2 separate regions of the Mus musculus genome follow, and region 1 is linked to region 2. A link is a contact called in public Hi-C data. All regions are on one chromosome and are shown on one strand. The core of a region is the stretch at or near the end of the contact, and the rest is flanking DNA. Distances in the headings are between cores, read along the strand shown.

What was found. Hi-C and Micro-C count contacts between places; a contact is called where the count stands out from the background.
Region 1: a Hi-C map of bone marrow-derived macrophages shows a contact between it and region 2, with 10 read pairs. The contact joins two enhancer-like sites. A contact is called at or near these places in 2 of 39 promoter capture datasets (both in liver) and 1 of 484 Hi-C or Micro-C datasets (bone marrow-derived macrophages).

The regions. Positions count from the first base shown.
Region 1 is chr16:52,930,802-52,934,196 of GRCm38.p6, forward strand. All of the region lies in intron 4 of 4930405D01Rik (a long non-coding RNA gene), which reads left to right. Among named protein-coding and RNA genes, the nearest start is that of Gm25723, 14 kb to the right of the region's middle. Within about 2 kb of position 1,315, at least 5 of the 459 cell types and tissues checked have an H3K27ac peak or open chromatin away from gene starts, as enhancers often do. A contact at or near this core is called in bone marrow-derived macrophages, where this site is marked.
Region 2 is chr16:52,221,552-52,224,979 of GRCm38.p6, forward strand. No RefSeq gene overlaps it. Among named protein-coding and RNA genes, the nearest start is that of Gm32597, 110 kb to the right of the region's middle. Within about 2 kb of position 1,515, at least 6 of the 459 cell types and tissues checked have an H3K27ac peak or open chromatin away from gene starts, as enhancers often do. A contact at or near this core is called in bone marrow-derived macrophages, where this site is marked.

The sequences.
Region 1 (3,395 bases), core at 65-2,564, 710 kb after region 2:
TTTCATATTTTGAGTAATGACAATGATTTTGCTTGTCACTTCTCTCCTATAGTGATGCATGTCTTCATTATTTGATGGTATATACATAAAATAGACATAAAGACTGCATTGCAAGGTCACCCACTGAGAAGGGAAGGTGAAGCTCCAAGCTTCCTCTGCTTCATTAGGCACCGCTTTTCAGCAGACCACTGATGGACCAAATGCCTATGGTTTATCCTCTTCACAGGTCATAAATTACTAAGTATTTCTCACCCACTCGAGTCTAGATTTGCATCCCATGCTCTGAAGAAGATGATTGCAGAATGCTCCTCTGCCAGTGAATAATTGCTCCTAAAAGACTTCTGAGATTTCACAGAATTCTTAAAATGTATCTTTACTGATAAACAGTATTTCCAGACTCCTCCAGTATGGAATCTCAAATGTTAGACATTGTCAAGCTAAAGATAAAAGTTTACTATGAAGAAGGGTTGATCAAATTGAAGATATAATGAGTTATTGAGAAAATCATATTTCAGAAGAATCTGTTTTTAAAAGAGCTGTAATTTCAAAGAATCATAGTCTCTTAAAAACAGCTACCAGAAAAGTCTTATTTTAAAATTGCAAGGTCACTATATATTTTTTTGTTTTCTGCCTGAATTATTGTTATTCCTGATATAAGCTGAACTCCAAAGGTCTTCCTTATGACCTGTTGTCCTTCAGGGATGGGAAAAGTGCTCTCACTTCCTTTACTATGCTATGAACTCTAAACCATTACTACAGAGAACCAAGAAATTAATGTTTCATAGTGATAGTGTAGAAAAACTTTTCCATACATCCCCACTTGCTGACCTGTGGCCTGATTTGCATCTCTGTTAGTTAAACACACAAAAATGGATGTTGTAGGAGTTCAGCTATTTATTGATCTCACCATTCACACTCCTAAAGCAAGGTATCATCTGAGTCAATCAAATGTTATGGAGCACAGCAAGGACCTAGCTTGGCATTTTCCAAATCAGGAAAGATTTTCACACAGTAAAGGAACCTAAGAGTAAGGAATGAAGGTGTTGCTTATTTAACACCAGGAATCTATTGCAAAGGCTACTTTCACAGGCTTCAAGAATCTCAAAGGTTTTGGTAGATTGAGGATTTGGATTCCTAGTAAACAAAGATATATTATTTTTCTATGTGAAATCCTGAAATGGACCAGAGATTCAAAAATGTGAATTCAAGTGATATTCTACATGATACAGTGCAGAAACACAAAAGTGATCAGCAGAGACGCTGGCAGCTTACTCAAGGAAGTCATTTTTACAGTTGTTTGCTTCATTTCTCATTTCAGCCCTGAAGAAGCTTGACCTACTTCTACAAAATGAGGAAGAGAGAAATATTCTACACTAAGCACTTCCCTTCTCTGATTCAAAAACTGGAATGATCTGGTTGAGGAAAGCTTCCGTTGAGTTTGAAACAGAGAATTTTGAAATGAGCAGGGTGGTTTACAGTCAGGTTGTTCCTGACAATATGGAATAAATGTAAATTTATTGAACAGAGTTACACTTTCCTTCAGACAATTTCTACCCACCGGAGAGAATGATTCATGGTATTGTATTTGGAGGCAGTGATCAATAAAGCTTTTAGAAAATAGTTATTGGTTGTAAGCCAGTAAGTGAGAAATCTTCAATAAATTGGATGAGCTAAAATTGTAAACTGGATGGCAGCACAAATCTTAGAAAGGAACTCTGTTTTGCAACATTGCACAAGTATGCTTTTTCTTTAACTCTTCTGCCTGCTTTTTTGTTTGCTTGTAACCCTTGAACCCATCATCTCTGCATACATTTGGCAACAAAGAAAATCTGGTCTCTGGAAATATTTCACAACTAGAGTATAATTTTTCTCATCCTCTTCAGAAAGAATTCTGCAAGGATGATCCTTGACTGTTTCTTCTAAACTACAAAGATTGGGCTCTTTCCTGTGCCAGCATTACCAAACCTTAAAATTCTAAATATTTCATTACTATAATTTCAAAGTAGAAAAATATTAAATTTATTACAAATTATCAATTATACTTAAGGGAATATTTCATGATGTAGATAGCAGTGAATGACAGAAGCTTCCTGTTTTATTTAGAGTTGGTCATTCAAGGAAAGGGGATAAAGAAAAACGGCGGTACATAATTTTATTATGAAGCAAACATTAGGCAGGGTACTATTTATGCTACTACTGAAAGAAATGAAAAGGAGACAATAAATATCATAATCTATATTATATAGAACCTTCTTTCTCTATTGTATGAATGTTTCAAGTTGCCAAGAGGCCAATGTCTACTGAATGTGTTCATTCTCTAGTTTCTTAGAAATACTGGCCATCTTCAATGGCAGAAGGAGGACAATCCAAAAGTGTAACTTTCTTTTTATTATTTAAAGACCATCGTGGTTACCATTTAATAAAGTAGAAGAGGAGAAGAGAAAATATGCCAGACTTTTAGGTTCAAATTTTTCTATAAAGAAATGTAACACATTAAACATGAATGACTATTGTGCATGCATCACAGGACTAAAGTTACAAGGAACATGCTAGTCTTACTTCTAGAAAAATGAGTAAATCCTGGGAGTCAAAGCCCATGTGTATAGGTAGAAGGCTTTGCAGACAGAATGTTGTTGACTTACATAAATGCAGCTCTGACGGTCACTAGAGGCTGTGGATTAGTCTGTGGGAGAAAAATCCTCAGAACCACAGTTTGTGATGGAAAGTCTGTATTTCCAATAATTTTATCCTTAAGAAAATAGCCAGGATCAAATTGTGAATATTCAATAATCTTCTGTATTTTCATTTTCTCAAGAATATTACCCGTGGTCTACATCTATGCTTCCAGGGGCTCAGCCTTTTCTTCAGGGAATTGAAGTGAAAGGACAAGCAAATTGCAAAAGTAGCAAAGAATCTTAACTTAAAAGCAGATTGATTGTATCACTCAGAACTCACTGTCAGAAGGGACAACTGGACACAGAAATGAGAAAGTATTCACGAGCCCCAGCTTTTTCTTCAGCCTCCCTTTTGTACAATATACGATTAAGAATCTTTTAATTTCTAAGGAGCATAGAAAGTCTGACTTTTTGTTTTGATTGGCAGGAGGCATAGATTAAATAAGCTTTTGTTCATTGCCCATGTTCCTCCCCACAGAACACATGATTTCAACAATCTACATGTCCAATTATGAATAGGCACAAGATTGTTAATAGATTTATTTTTTTCTAAAAGTTTCCTCGGAGGTCATGACTAGCCTTATTTCTGCACATATACCCAAACATTTTCAGGCCTGATCATCTTATTGATTAGAAAAATCAGATGCATGCCAGGGTGTGCTCAAGTGAATATGGGGGCATATTTATAATCATAAATGATTTATATATGATTCATAATCA
Region 2 (3,428 bases), core at 265-2,764:
TACCCATTCACTTGTGCTTTTTAAGGTGATATATTTTACGTTTTAGGCATGAAACAACTTGCCTTTTGCTTTTAGAGGCCTGATGATTAAATATTCTAATGTAAACATACAGCAGATTGTAAGGGGGAAGTATATAAAACATCTCATCATGGCAGCATTGAAGGACAGTGGGTACCGGTGATAGTGTGAGAAATTTAAATGTCTTCTTCCTAGGTATCAGACATATGGAGAAAGTGGATTATTTTAGAGGAGGTTTATGATCATGAAGTATAGCAGTTTTGCTGGCCTTTAGGTATAGCCCCAAATCTAGTGTTCCTTATTATTGAAAACATCTGTCTTTCCTGACTGATGAGATGTCAGGGAAGAGATTCAGAACAATCAAATGTCACCTCGGGGGTTCTGTGATTTCAGGGAGACAGGGAATTCCAGAGAAATCTCTTCCTTGACCTTACTCTTTGTGCTCTTTGGAATTCAAAGCAGTTCATTTCAAGGTGTCATTTGCTAAACTCCAACACTATCAATGGAATATTTTAAATGGCAAATGATGTTTGAATATTATTATATTTCAACTGTCATGCCTGCGTGAAGATCTATATGTCAGAGTGTTTTTTTTTTTCATAGATGAGTCTAAAGTCACTATCTACATGAAGGATTCAGCAACCCTAGGACATGAGTCACTTCTAATTGAGGCAGAACAGAATTCATGCCCTCTACTGTCTTCTGGTTTATACATAAGTGTTCTGATCTTTGGTTTGGTCAATACTTCTATAATATTCATTGAATACCTAAGGTCAAGAACTGAGCTGCTAGCTGGATATGCACCAAAAAAAAAAAATCTATACACTTGTCATAGATATTATACTTTGGGGAAAACAGTGTGACACAACTAAATTAAGTACATTACATCCACAATATACCAGAAATGATAACTATTAAGAAGACTATAGTAGGGCATGAGATAATACATCTGTCTCTGGATGGGTGAAAATTTTAGAACCCAGAGCCAAAGAAGACTAAAATGTCAAAGGTGACATTTTAGTGACTATTTAATTGAAATAGAAAGTGATGTGATGTATTCACAGTTGAAAGACATTACATGCAGTATGGCATTTAGGATTAACTACTTTCAGACCAATTATCTAATCCAGTGACCTATTAGGTATGCTTTATTTACCTAGGTCATTTGCCACCAACACAGTCCTATTTATCTTCTTATGTAACTACAGGTTTCTCTGTAACCAGATTGGGTTCACTTACAGAAGACAATTATCATTCAATTCTCTTTAAAAAATCAAATATCTTTCCTACTTTCTGTCTTTCTTCAATTGTTTTATTAATTTATTCCTTGACAATTTCATATGTGTATCTCTTCCTCCCACCCCTGCTAATCCATATTCTTCCTCACATCAAGACCACACCCCACTTTCCTGTCTGTTCTGTTTTATTCTTGCTTTGTGACCCACTGTGTTTAGCTAAGACTACCCTCCAGTCACGGACATGACTCGGTCTCCTAGTAACATGTGTAACTCACTTGTGGCTACATTACTCAAGACAATGACTTCCTTTTGTCTAGTAGCCCTGAAATGACATCATCTCCCCAGGATAGATCAAGACCCCATGAGCTTCTCTCCCATCTCTGACTAAATGTTTACTACCTCAGTCTTAGGCAGGTTCTTGTGCAAACGACAGCAGCTGTTTTGTGTTCATGACTACAATGATAATGTCGTTCCCATATAACAGCAATTGAAACCTCTTCTCCCACTTCTTGGATCTTAGATTTTGTTGCTTCCTCCTTATCTACGGTATACCTAAAGTCTTGGAGGGAGGTTGATATGAGTATCTGATTTAATGCAGGATACTTAGCAGTGAGCTGTGCCAGCACCTTCTCTGGTCTCTTCACTAACTGCTGTTACTGCAAAGAGTTTCTTCTTTACTAAAAGCCAATGATAGCACTACTCTATTGATATAAAAATATATAATGTATATATTTTAACCATTTTAAACAACATATTCATTTATCATAACAGCAGTGTAGGGCCTTTGATCAGAACTGCAGGTTCGGACAAGAACTACCTCCCACTGAACATGCCTCAGATCAAGTCAAATAATCAGTTTGTTGCCCCAACAACAGTTATGTCACCATAAACATGTTTTCTTTTTCTTTCTGACAACTTAAAATGGTAGCATGTAAGCCCTAAAGTTGAGTGACAACCTTTTCTAACTTTTCTCTTCTAGCTGCCTGCAACTTCTAGAATCATGCAAACTATCCAGCAAAAATAGAGGCTTCCAGCTTAATTCACTGTATTCTGCTGCCAACATACGTGGTGTCTCCAACAATGGGGTTATACCATACACTTCTGGAAGCCTTCCAATTCACATAAGTTGTACAGTTTTAATAATCTCTTGCGCCCTTTTAGCTAGCATATCTCACTCTTGGCATGGGAGTTTTCATTTAATAATCTGTCTATATTCAAGTCTTATCTTTTGAAGAAAAAAGTAACTTATAAAGTAGTCAGTTTCCATATGATTTCTCATCTGTTATTGATTCTGATTAATGCCCTAAACACCCTATCTTCTAATCCATCATCCAACTCAATTGCTATTTAAACTTTGATACCACTAGAGTTCTTGAAATGTCATAGTACACGTACTGCACAATCCTTCGCCTCCTAAAAGCCTCTGCCACTCTTATTCACAATGGCAACTTTCTCACTTCAAGGACTCTCTACAGATGTTCCAGCTTGATCAAACAAATTAAAAACTTGAAGTTATGATCCACGTGTGAGAAGAACATGGAGCATTTCTGTCTAACCTTGAGCTTACCAAAGACAACAACAATAGACATGACTGTGAGGTCATGGGCAGGGCAAAGCCCATGATGTCTGAATCCTACACGAATAACTACAAGCAGCTAAGGAATGCTGAGAATGGAAAAAATAGTCTCCCCCAGGGGAGAACACATTGCTTGCTTATCCTATACCAAATAGCCCTCAAAACATACATCATACAGATTAAGCATGTTGTATTTATGTGTTTAGGAATATATATGTATGTAAAATATATGTCTGTAATAATAATTAAAGAAGAAAAAGCTATGGGTTTGAAAAGAACGGGTAGAATAAGTCAGAGGGTGTGAATGGAGAAAAGAAAAGGGAGAAATAATATAATTATATTATAATTTCAAAATAACATATGTCATATATGCCTACAATACATAAAGAATCCCTTTATTTTCTATGATAACTGGGTAAAATGAAGCAGAAAGAAATAACCCCCCCCCAAAAAAAACATAGGAGAAACTGTGTTGGAGCAAGGGGAGAGGGGTAAGACTATAGACAATTCTGTATGATTTGTACCATTCTCTTACAAACTTGAAATTCTTTACAAAAATTACAGTTTATCTCTATAAGGGAAGAATCTTGTGCACA